Linked DNA regions of Sus scrofa: regions 1 and 2 are each linked to region 3. The links are chromatin contacts, called in public Hi-C and promoter capture Hi-C maps. All regions are on one chromosome and are shown on one strand. The core of a region is the stretch at or near the end of the contact, and the rest is flanking DNA. Distances in the headings are between cores, read along the strand shown.

Evidence for each region. Promoter capture Hi-C pulls out the DNA fragments that hold promoters and counts their contacts. Hi-C and Micro-C count contacts between places; a contact is called where the count stands out from the background.
Region 1: a contact with region 3 is called in a promoter capture Hi-C map of liver, with 2.6 times the contacts expected there. The contact joins the promoter of C6H1orf50 here to the promoter of PPCS in region 3. A contact is called at or near these places in 2 of 5 promoter capture datasets (fetal skeletal muscle and liver), 1 of 47 Hi-C or Micro-C datasets (heart right ventricle) and 2 of 2 datasets of contacts at active chromatin or transcription factors (alveolar macrophages and skeletal muscle).
Region 2: a contact with region 3 is called in a Hi-C map of liver, with 5 times the contacts expected there. The contact joins the promoter of YBX1 here to the promoter of PPCS in region 3. A contact is called at or near these places in 4 of 47 Hi-C or Micro-C datasets (embryonic fibroblasts, heart right ventricle and liver) and 1 of 2 datasets of contacts at active chromatin or transcription factors (alveolar macrophages).

Annotation. Positions count from the first base shown.
Region 1 is chr6:168,666,750-168,669,625 of Sscrofa11.1, forward strand. It overlaps C6H1orf50, which reads right to left and starts at 1,330. Exons shown (of 5, transcript XM_003356499.5): 1 at 1,155-1,330; 2 at 920-1,035. The coding sequence starts at 1,233. It overlaps P3H1 (prolyl 3-hydroxylase 1), which reads left to right and starts at 1,526. Exons shown (of 15, transcript XM_021096910.1): 1 at 1,526-2,085. The coding sequence starts at 1,621.
Region 2 is chr6:168,735,121-168,738,225 of Sscrofa11.1, forward strand. It overlaps YBX1 (nuclease-sensitive element-binding protein 1), which reads right to left and starts at 1,355. Exons shown (of 9, transcript XM_021096922.1): 1 at 1,175-1,355; 2 at 1,044-1,172; 3 at 310-373. The coding sequence starts at 1,208.
Region 3 is chr6:168,875,419-168,878,248 of Sscrofa11.1, forward strand. PPCS (phosphopantothenate--cysteine ligase) reads right to left here and starts at 1,413. Exons shown (of 9, transcript XM_003128101.5): 1 at 812-1,413; 2 at 534-637. The coding sequence starts at 1,319. It overlaps ZMYND12 (zinc finger MYND domain-containing protein 12), which reads left to right and starts at 1,829. Exons shown (of 8, transcript XM_003128102.4): 1 at 1,829-1,967. The coding sequence starts at 1,858.

The DNA of each region.
Region 1 (2,876 bases), core at 80-2,579, 210 kb before region 3:
AAATCAATCCTAATAATATATTTACCCAATATATCAAAAAACATCATTTCATCATGTAATCAATATAAAAATTGTTAGAGAGATATTTTACATTTCATATGAAGTGTATATTTCATATTCACAGCATCTATCAATTTGAATGCTAAATTTTCATTGGAAAAACTTGATCTGTATTGAGACCATAAAATTTACAGTTGAGTTGATTCGCATACTCAAATTGTTCCAAATACATTTAAAAGTTTCCAAGAATTGAATCAATAACCAGGTTTTCTGTTTGTCTGTTTAGGGTGGCACCCACAGCATATGGAGATTCCCAGGCTAGGGGTCAAATCTGAGCTGTAGCTGCTGGCCTACGCCAGGGCCACAGCAAAGCGGGATCTGAACCTCGGCTGCAACCTACACCTCAGCTCAGGGCAATGCGGGATCCTTAATCCACTGAGCAAGGCCAGGGATTGAACCTGCACCCTCATGGTTCCTAGTCGGATTCGTTAACCACTGAGCCACAACGGGAACTCCGGTGCAAGGCTTTATAGGCCATGAAATATGTATGTGCATTTTGTTCCAAAGACAAGGAAGCACCTTATGGCCAATGAAAGTCGGTGGCAGGCATCCCTCCCAACAAGTGATCAGATGAAACGGACACACAGATGTTCTCCATAAAAGACCCAGATGAAATCGTGAGTATCGGGGTGCTCTGCAAACCTTCCCATCGAGGGAGATAACGGGCCCTCAAGACGCCGCGGAAGGGGTCTTCGGTCTCAGGAGGTCAGAGTTCGAGTCAGGCCACCGACTCGCAATGACCATCAGTTTTCCCCGCGTGCAGAACGGAGATAAGGACAAATGCTACCCCACAGTTTGGCTTGGGGGGGCCAAGCGAGCCCGAAGATGGTCCTTGACGTCCCCGGCCGCGCCTCCTCACCTTCTGCACCTGCTCCGCGAGCGCCACGAGGTCTAAGGGGTCCCCGGCCCGGTGGGTGTGGTAAGGGCTCACCAGGGCCAGGCCGCCGGGGGTCGGGCTGAGCTCCACCAGGGCTCCTGCGACACACACCCAGGAACACAGGCCGTGAGCGCCCGCCCTCGGCCTCCCGCGGGGCCGGGCAGACTCGCTGCTCCGGGCGGGCTTCTTTGCCCCTTCCGACTCCCGCCCCGCCTACCTCCCCGACCTGCCGCCGACTGAACGCCTCGGTTTTCCGTGACCCCCGGAGTCGGCCGGGGCGTCGCAGCGTCTTCCATGGCAGCGCCAGGTCCCAGCCTCCGGCCCCGGCGGCGCAGGGCTGCGGAGCCTGCGCAGAAAGGCCCGTGGGCGGAGCTCCCGCGTCCCGGCCCCTGGGCGTCACGGCCGCCGGGCGCTCGGGGGCGGGGCTCCTGCGGACTCACCGAGGCCCGCAGAGGGGCAGGGTCCAGGCTCGGGGAAGGCGAAGGCCGCGGTGCAAGCCTCCGGGGTGTGAGCTGCAGGGTGGGGAGGCGGGGCTTCCCGCGGGGCGGGGCCTCCCGCGGGGCGGGGCCTCCCGCGGGGCGGGGCGGGGCCTCCCGCGGGGCGGGGCGGGGCGGGGCTTCCCGGGGGTGGGACTCCGGCCTCCCCGGAGGGTGACCCGCGGTCCCGTTAGGTCCGAGGCCGCAATGGCGGCACGCGCGTTGAGGCTGCTGACCATGTTGTGGGTTGTCGCCGCCGCTGCCTCCCGAGCAGAGGCCGAATCCGAGGCGGGATGGGACATGACGGCGCCGGATCTGCTCTTCGCGGAGGGCACCGCGGCCTATGCGCGCGGGGACTGGGCCGGGGTGGTGCTGAGCATGGAGCGGGCGCTGCGCTCGCGGGCCGCCCTGCGCGCCCTCCGCCTGCGCTGCCGCACCCAGTGTGCCGCCGACCTCCCGTGGGAGCTGGAGCCGGACTCTCCCCCAAGCCTGGCGCAGGCCTCGGGCGCCGCCGCCCTGCGGGACCTGCGCTTCTTCGGGGGCTTGCTGCGCCGCGCGGCTTGTCTGCGGCGCTGCCTGGGGCCGTCGGCGGCGCACTCGCTCAGCGAGGAGCTGGAGTTGGAGTTCCGCAAGCGGAGCCCGTACAACTACCTGCAGGTCGCCTACTTCAAGGTGCAGACCCGGCCGGGCCCGGGGAGGCCGGGGTCCTTCCGGGCGTGGCGGGCCAGGGAGAATGGGGGGTGGGGGGAAGTGTCCGCGGAGAGGGACCGTGGCCTCCTGGCCGGGAAGCTCTCCTAGGACCCTGGGAGAGCTGGGACCCTCGCAGGAGACCAGCCTCGGCCGGTCCGCGTAGGCTGATGGTGACCCCAAAGGTCCACCCTGAGGTGAAGGCACAGACCGACCAAAACTTGGCCTTGGGTTCCCTAACAGGCCCTGAGAGGGAACTACAGCGGCAGCTTGGGTCTCTGATCCTGATTTCATTGTAAGTTCCCGAGTGAGAAGCGAGGACCTTTCTACAACATCTTCCTTCCGGTTCGCTTTTCAGTGATGCTTTTCCTGCTGCCCGAGTGCGGAGCTTTCTTTCAGGACCTGAGGTTGCCACGTCGCCAGTAGGGGCTGTCAGGCCCCTCCCTGTGGGGGACCCTCTGGCCGGTTTGTCAGGTTTCCAAAGAAAATTAGCATTTTTAGGAATTCCGGCCTGCAGGGTTTTAAGTCCGAGTGTATGCGTGGATGTGGAGCGCTTCTGATTGCGTGACGATGATGATAGCCAGTGCCTGTTTCCAAGCGCTGCTACGTACGTGGCGTTTATTAATTCATTTGCCCAGATCCTGGCAATATCCTGGGAAGTAGCTGCTGTTATTAGCCCCATTTTATTGGGGGAAAATAGAAGGTGGAGCTGCGCCCTATAACTCTTTTTCCATGGTTTAACAGACCTGCACTTCAAGCTAAAGAGAGACAGAAAA
Region 2 (3,105 bases), core at 105-2,604, 140 kb before region 3:
GGCGAGCATCAGAAGGCGGTGGGCCGGAGCCTCCCGACCCACCGCGGGTCCCCGCTGGCTCCCTGTGCCCCGAGTGGCTCCGAGCCGACAGGCGCAGCCCGCGCGCCCCCAACGCGCTTTGCGCCTTTCAAACAAGCTTTAGCTTAACGTCCAGCTGCCCAGCAAAGGCCACCTCGAGATCAACCAGTCCCTTCCGTCCCCGAGCGAAACCAACCCCCCGAGTGAAAGGCCCGAGGCGGCCGGCCCGCGAGCCTCCAGATGGGGCACCGCATGCGGGAGAAGACGAGGCTTCGGCGGCGGTCAGCTCACCTGTTGATGAAACCATATCCGTTTCTTACATTGAACCATTTTACTGTTCCCAAAACCTTCGTTGCTGCAGGGAAGAAAAAAAGGAAGCCCACGGTTACCAGCCATCCTTGCTGAACCCCGCCACGCTTCAGCACCGGGGGCCCGCGCTCCCCGCGGCGGCCACCTGACGGCCCTTCTCCGCGCGGCCCACGTGGAGGAGCCCGCCGCGGCGGAGGCCCGGGGGCAGGCCCGGAGCGCGGGCCCGAGCTGGGTGTGCGCGGGGGCCGCGGGCGGACGGGCGCGGCGGCGAGCACGTGAGGAGGGAGGCCGCCCGGCCCACTCCGGCCTGCGTAGGCGGCGCGCCGCGCCCTCCGGGCACACGCGGAAGGGAGCGGGTGGGGAACGGAACAACGGCGGGCGAGCTCGAGCGCACGCGGCCGGCAGGCGGGCGCGGAGGGGAGGGACCCCGCCGCACACGCGGTCGGCGGCGCGCGGCCGCCCAAGGGGAGGGGCGCGCGGCCGCGCGGGGTCCGCAGGGGGCGCGGGAGAAGGCGCGCGCGCGCGCAGGCCGGGCACGCGGACCGGGCGGGCCGAGTCCGCGAGGGCGCGGGTGGGGGGCCTGGGGGAGGGGCGTCCGCGCGCCGCCGAGTCGGCCCCCGCCGGCCGCGCGCCCGCCGGCTCGCCCCACTCCGGGTAACGGTTCCGCCGCCAGGCTTCCCTCCTGCCCCACCCCCCCGTCCGCGTCCGGCCCTCACCGATGACCTTCTTGTCCCCGCCGGCAGGCGCCGCCGATGTGAGGCCGCCCGGGCCGCCGCTCCCTGCGCCGCTGCCCGTCGTGCCGGGCTTGGTGTCGGCAGCGCTGAGGGCGGGGGCGGCGGGGGGGCGGCAGGCGGCTGCTGGGTCTCGGCCTCGCTGCTCATGGTTGCGGTGATGGTGACTGGGGCCGGCTGCGGCAGCTGCGGCTCCTCCCGGGGTGTGATGGTAACTAGGCCGGCGGCGGCGGTGGGGCTGCTCAGGGCTCTCTGGGGTCCGCTCTCCGCTCCCGCTACCGATCGAACTAGCGAGAATGGCGGGACGGGCGGGATAAGCCCTGCCATCGACCCGCCCTAAGCATTGCTCACTGGCCAGCACTGCTGTCAATCTCACCACCTGACCCAATCTCCTGGCTCCTATTGGCTAGCTCTCTATCACTTCTCCGTTCTCATTGGCTCTTAGGTGGCTAATTCGGCCGACCTACAGCCGTTCCTGCCTCCGCTGCCGCCATAGAGACCGGAACTAGAATTAGAGTAGAGTCACCACGAGAACCATAGAGTGCCGGAGAAGACGGGCAGAGAGAACGTGACTTTCACGAGGCTGCAGCCGCGGCGGGCGGGCCCAAGTCTGGGGCTGTGGGGTGGCCGAGGGAAAGGCACCGCCGGATGTCTGAGCCCGGATTACCCGGCCTGACCCGGGGGCTTGGAAGGGGGCCCAGCGACACCTTAGCTCCGTACGGAGAGAAGGCCTCCCTCCCAGCCAGCTCCAAATATGGTCCTTGTGACCTCAGCCCTTTACTGCAAATAGAGCGGTTTTTTCTACAACGGCTATGTACTCGCTGCACAGCCGAGGGTTTCTGGAACAGACCTAAACGTATGCACTCAAAGAGCGTCCGTTTACGGGGAAGCAGTCACCTTGGAGGGACCACGCAAGCTCTGTTCTCGGGCAGCCCCTGCTCAGCATAACGAGGGCGCGGGGGGGGGGGTATTCCGCGGGGATCTGCCTTCCGATCTATCAGACCAGGCTTAGGAGGACTGTCTTGTTAGGTATTCACATCTTTTTATATTGGCCACAAATCAAATTTAATTTCAACTCACGTTTACTGAACAAGCTAGGCAGTTTTCTTGGCCGTGTGAAATAGGGATAACTGTCCACGTTTCACAACCGATTTATCATTGAGGCTGCTACGTGATGTGGCTGAAGCCCTCCACCTTGGTTCCTCCTTTATTAAGCGTCTACTCTTTGCTGCTGATGGACTAGTTCGTCAGTCAGTTGCTGCCTTCCTAAATTCAGTCTAGGGATGAAGGCAGAAATTTCAACAACCAGCACTCCGAACACTCCAGCGCTGCAAATGCACAAAGCATCTTGGGAGTGTCGGTAGAAAGAAGGTGCAGTGCAGACTCCAGGCACAGGGAGGTTTATTCAAAGGCCTAGAGGCAAGAAGAGATGGAGTCTGGGAGAAATCAAGTAAAGTAGTCCAGTAAGACCAGAATGAAGACATTGGGCTATAGAGGGAGGCAGGGCGAAATTAGGAATATTCTACTTGAAGCTTAAACTCAGGGCAATAGTGAGAAGGGTAATTTCAGAGTTTTAAGTAGGCAGTGGCATGCTTTTTTCTTTTTCTTTTTGTCTTTTTGCCTTTTCTAGGGCCCCTCCCGTGGCACATGGAGGTTCCCAGGCTAGGGGTCCATTGGGAGCTGTAGCTGCCGGCCTACGCCAGAGCCACAGCAATGCCAGATCGGAGCCACATCTGCAACCTACACCGCAGCTCACGGCAACGCCAGACCCTTAACCCACTGAGCAAGGCCAGGGATCCAACGCGCAACCTCATGGTTCCTAGTCGGATTCGTTAACCACTGCGCCACGACCGGAGCTCCCTTTTTTCGTTTTTGACCGGGGAGTAGAGGATGGGTTGTAGAGGCAGCAACGGAAGCAGGGAACGGAGCTAGGTTAGTGCAGTCGTCCTAGCCTGCCTTGACGTCATCTAGGCCTATCAATTCTACCTCCTGAAGGCCTCCCCACGTCAGTCCTAAACAGTCTTTAAATAAAGTCTAGAGCCTCTTC
Region 3 (2,830 bases), core at 163-2,662:
TTCCCTTGGCTCCACAGGATTAAGTCCAACCTCCTCAAGAAGGAATACAAAACCTCCTATGAAGTAAGCTGTCTCTCCAGTCCTCCCTCCACCCCCACCACTCTCCTGACTCCGGAGCCTTCGGGAACAACTTTCTTTCACAATGCACTGCCCACCTCCAAACCCCAATTGTGTACTCTGTCTGGAATGATCTTCTCTACTTCATCGGGTCCCCCCTCTACGCACCTTTTAACACCCCGTTCAAGCCATCTCCTCCAGAAAGCCCTGACTTCCCCCAAGTTTCACTCACCCCATGCTGACTCCACTTGTACGTACCTCTACCAGAGCATTTATGACTCTGTACTGTAATTATGTCTGTGTCCAGCAACCTCACTAGACTGTGAGGTCCTTTAGGGAGGGCGGTGTCTTATTCATCTCTGTATCCCTAGTGCCTAGCACATATGGGATGCACAAAGGCCATCTCCAGATCAAAAGGAAATTAACCCGAGATTGGTTATAGGGAATGAGATCTCCGGAAGAGACGCGCCCATCACCTGCAGCGGGCCCCCAGACGACTGGATCTTGTGTTTAGGCATTTCAGAGGCAGGAACATAGAAATCGGACACGGCCGCAGCCAGGTAAAACATCGCAGAAGAGCCTGCAAAGAGAAGCACAGGGGGTAATAAATCGAAGAGGGGTATGAGGCCAGGTCCTTCTCAGCTCAGGCTCCCCCACGGTGAGAGCCCTGGGTAATGAGGGGGTCAGGGGATACGTGTCTAGGGGGGAAAAGGCTCTGCCGCTGGGCATTGGACAGACTCCTAAAGGCACGCACCTAGCGGATTGAGCGCCTGGGCTGCAGCCTGCAGCAGATGCAAATAGTCGGCCAAAGTGGTGAACTCTACGGCCAAGAAGGTGCCGGCAGCCTCAGCCTCCTGGTAGCTCCGCAGAGCCGCAGCGAAGCCCGGAAGCGACTTCTCCTCCGCCTCCAGACTCAGCAGGCCGGGAGGGGCTCGGCCAGAGGGTCGCAACGCCGACAGCCAGGTCTGGGGCGGGAAGCGGTGGGCAAAGGGGAAGGCAGAGCGAGCGCGGTACAGGAACAGGACGCCGTAGCCCGCGGCCAGAAAGGCCTCTGCGGAGGTGGCCCCGCGCCGCCCGCTGCTGAAGTTGTCCAGGAAGCGCACAGGCCGGGCTTCCAGGGGGACCTTGGTGCCACCGGACGTGACCAACACCACCCGCCGCCCCTGCGAGCCCAGCCCGGCGGCGAAGCGAGCCATAACCTCCGCCCAGCGCGTAGCACCGGCGGGCTGGGGGAACTCGGCCACCAGGTCCACGGCCGCCATCGGTCCCGGGCGGCCCCGCGCCTGCGCGAGCTCGGCGGCCCCGGCGCCACGCCCCCTGTCCCGGGACCTGGGCCGCGCGCAGCCGCAATGGCGTGGGGGCGGTGGCCACCGTGCGCTGCGCGCGCGCGCTGCGGCTCTGCGCGTCCGCAAGGGCGTGCAGGCTACGGCCCGCAGCCGGGGACCCCGACCCCAGGCCGCCGCGGGGTCTGGGCTGGGCCGGCAGCCGGCGCGGTCACTGCCCGCCGCGGTGCTGTCCTAGCCGGGGTGGGGAGCCGGCCGTCTGAGCCTTCCCGGGCGCCGTGCAGACGCTCCTGGCCTCGGGCCCCGCCAAATGCGACTGTCCGGCCCCTTCACCTCTGGCCTTGGGGAGAGGGGCAGCTGCTGGCTTTCTCCCCGACCCCGCGGGGCTCCGCGGGCCACGCCCCTCTGCTCGGCCCTGCAACGCGCCGGCGGCGGCGTGTCGCTCACGTGACACCTGCGTCCTGCGCGTCCTTGCCGGGCAACCGGCCTAGAGAGCACGCCGGCCGTCTGCCGCGGCATGGATGTGATCTACCCCCTGGCGGTGCCCAAGGGTCGCAGGCTCTGCTGTGAGGTGTGCGAAGCCCCGGCCGAGCGGGTGTGCGGGGCCTGCACAGTCACATATTACTGGTAGGCCCTGAGACGGGGCCCGGGGCGCCTCCACCCTCCCTCTCCCCCGGTCGCCAGGGTGGGCCTGGGAGCCCCGCGTCCGCCAGGGAACCCTCGAGGCGGCTTGGAGACGGTCCCTAAGAGCTGAGGGCGCGCCCGCCGCCTCTCCCACTCCCTCCTTCGTCCCCAGATGTTTAGTTGAGCACCTGCTGTGCGCCGTGCGCTGCTCCCGGCGCCGACGTTACCGGGGGGATCGCGGGAGACCGCGCCCCTCCCAAATCTGAGGTTCTGACGAGGAAGAGGGCAAAGTCCATCAGCAATCAGAAAACAAGGCGATGTCAGAGTGAGAAATACCAGGAAGACGAAGGGAATGTGATGGGCCTCGTTTAGAGCAGACAGACTATGGAGCTGAAGATAAAGGAGAAAAGCCCGCGAAGGATCTGCTGGAGGAAGAGTGAGGGGCACAGTGAGGCTCGGAGGGAGGGAAGACTTCGCCGTGTTTGAGGAATAGAAAGCAAGCTAGTTTGCTGGTGCACAGCCAAGATGTGTGCTGTGCTGAGGGTAGTACGAGACGAGATCGGTTTTCATTTTTTCAGCAAAACATCTCCAGACCTTTACTTCAGATCGGACCCCGTGTGAGACCCAAGATAAAACAGCCAGGCTGCTGACGTCCCGAAATCTAGTCCAGAGCCTACTAATTTGTATTTAAAAAGTCACTGTAATACAACCCTACCTGCCGTTACTCAGGGAGTACTATTGCCTGGGACCTCTGAGGATGGAAGCGTGGTGACTGGGGTGGGGCAGTATCTAGAAAGGTTTCTCTGAAGGAGTAACACTTGCTGAGCCTTGAAAGGTCAGGGGGAAATTGCTAGGTGAACAAACAA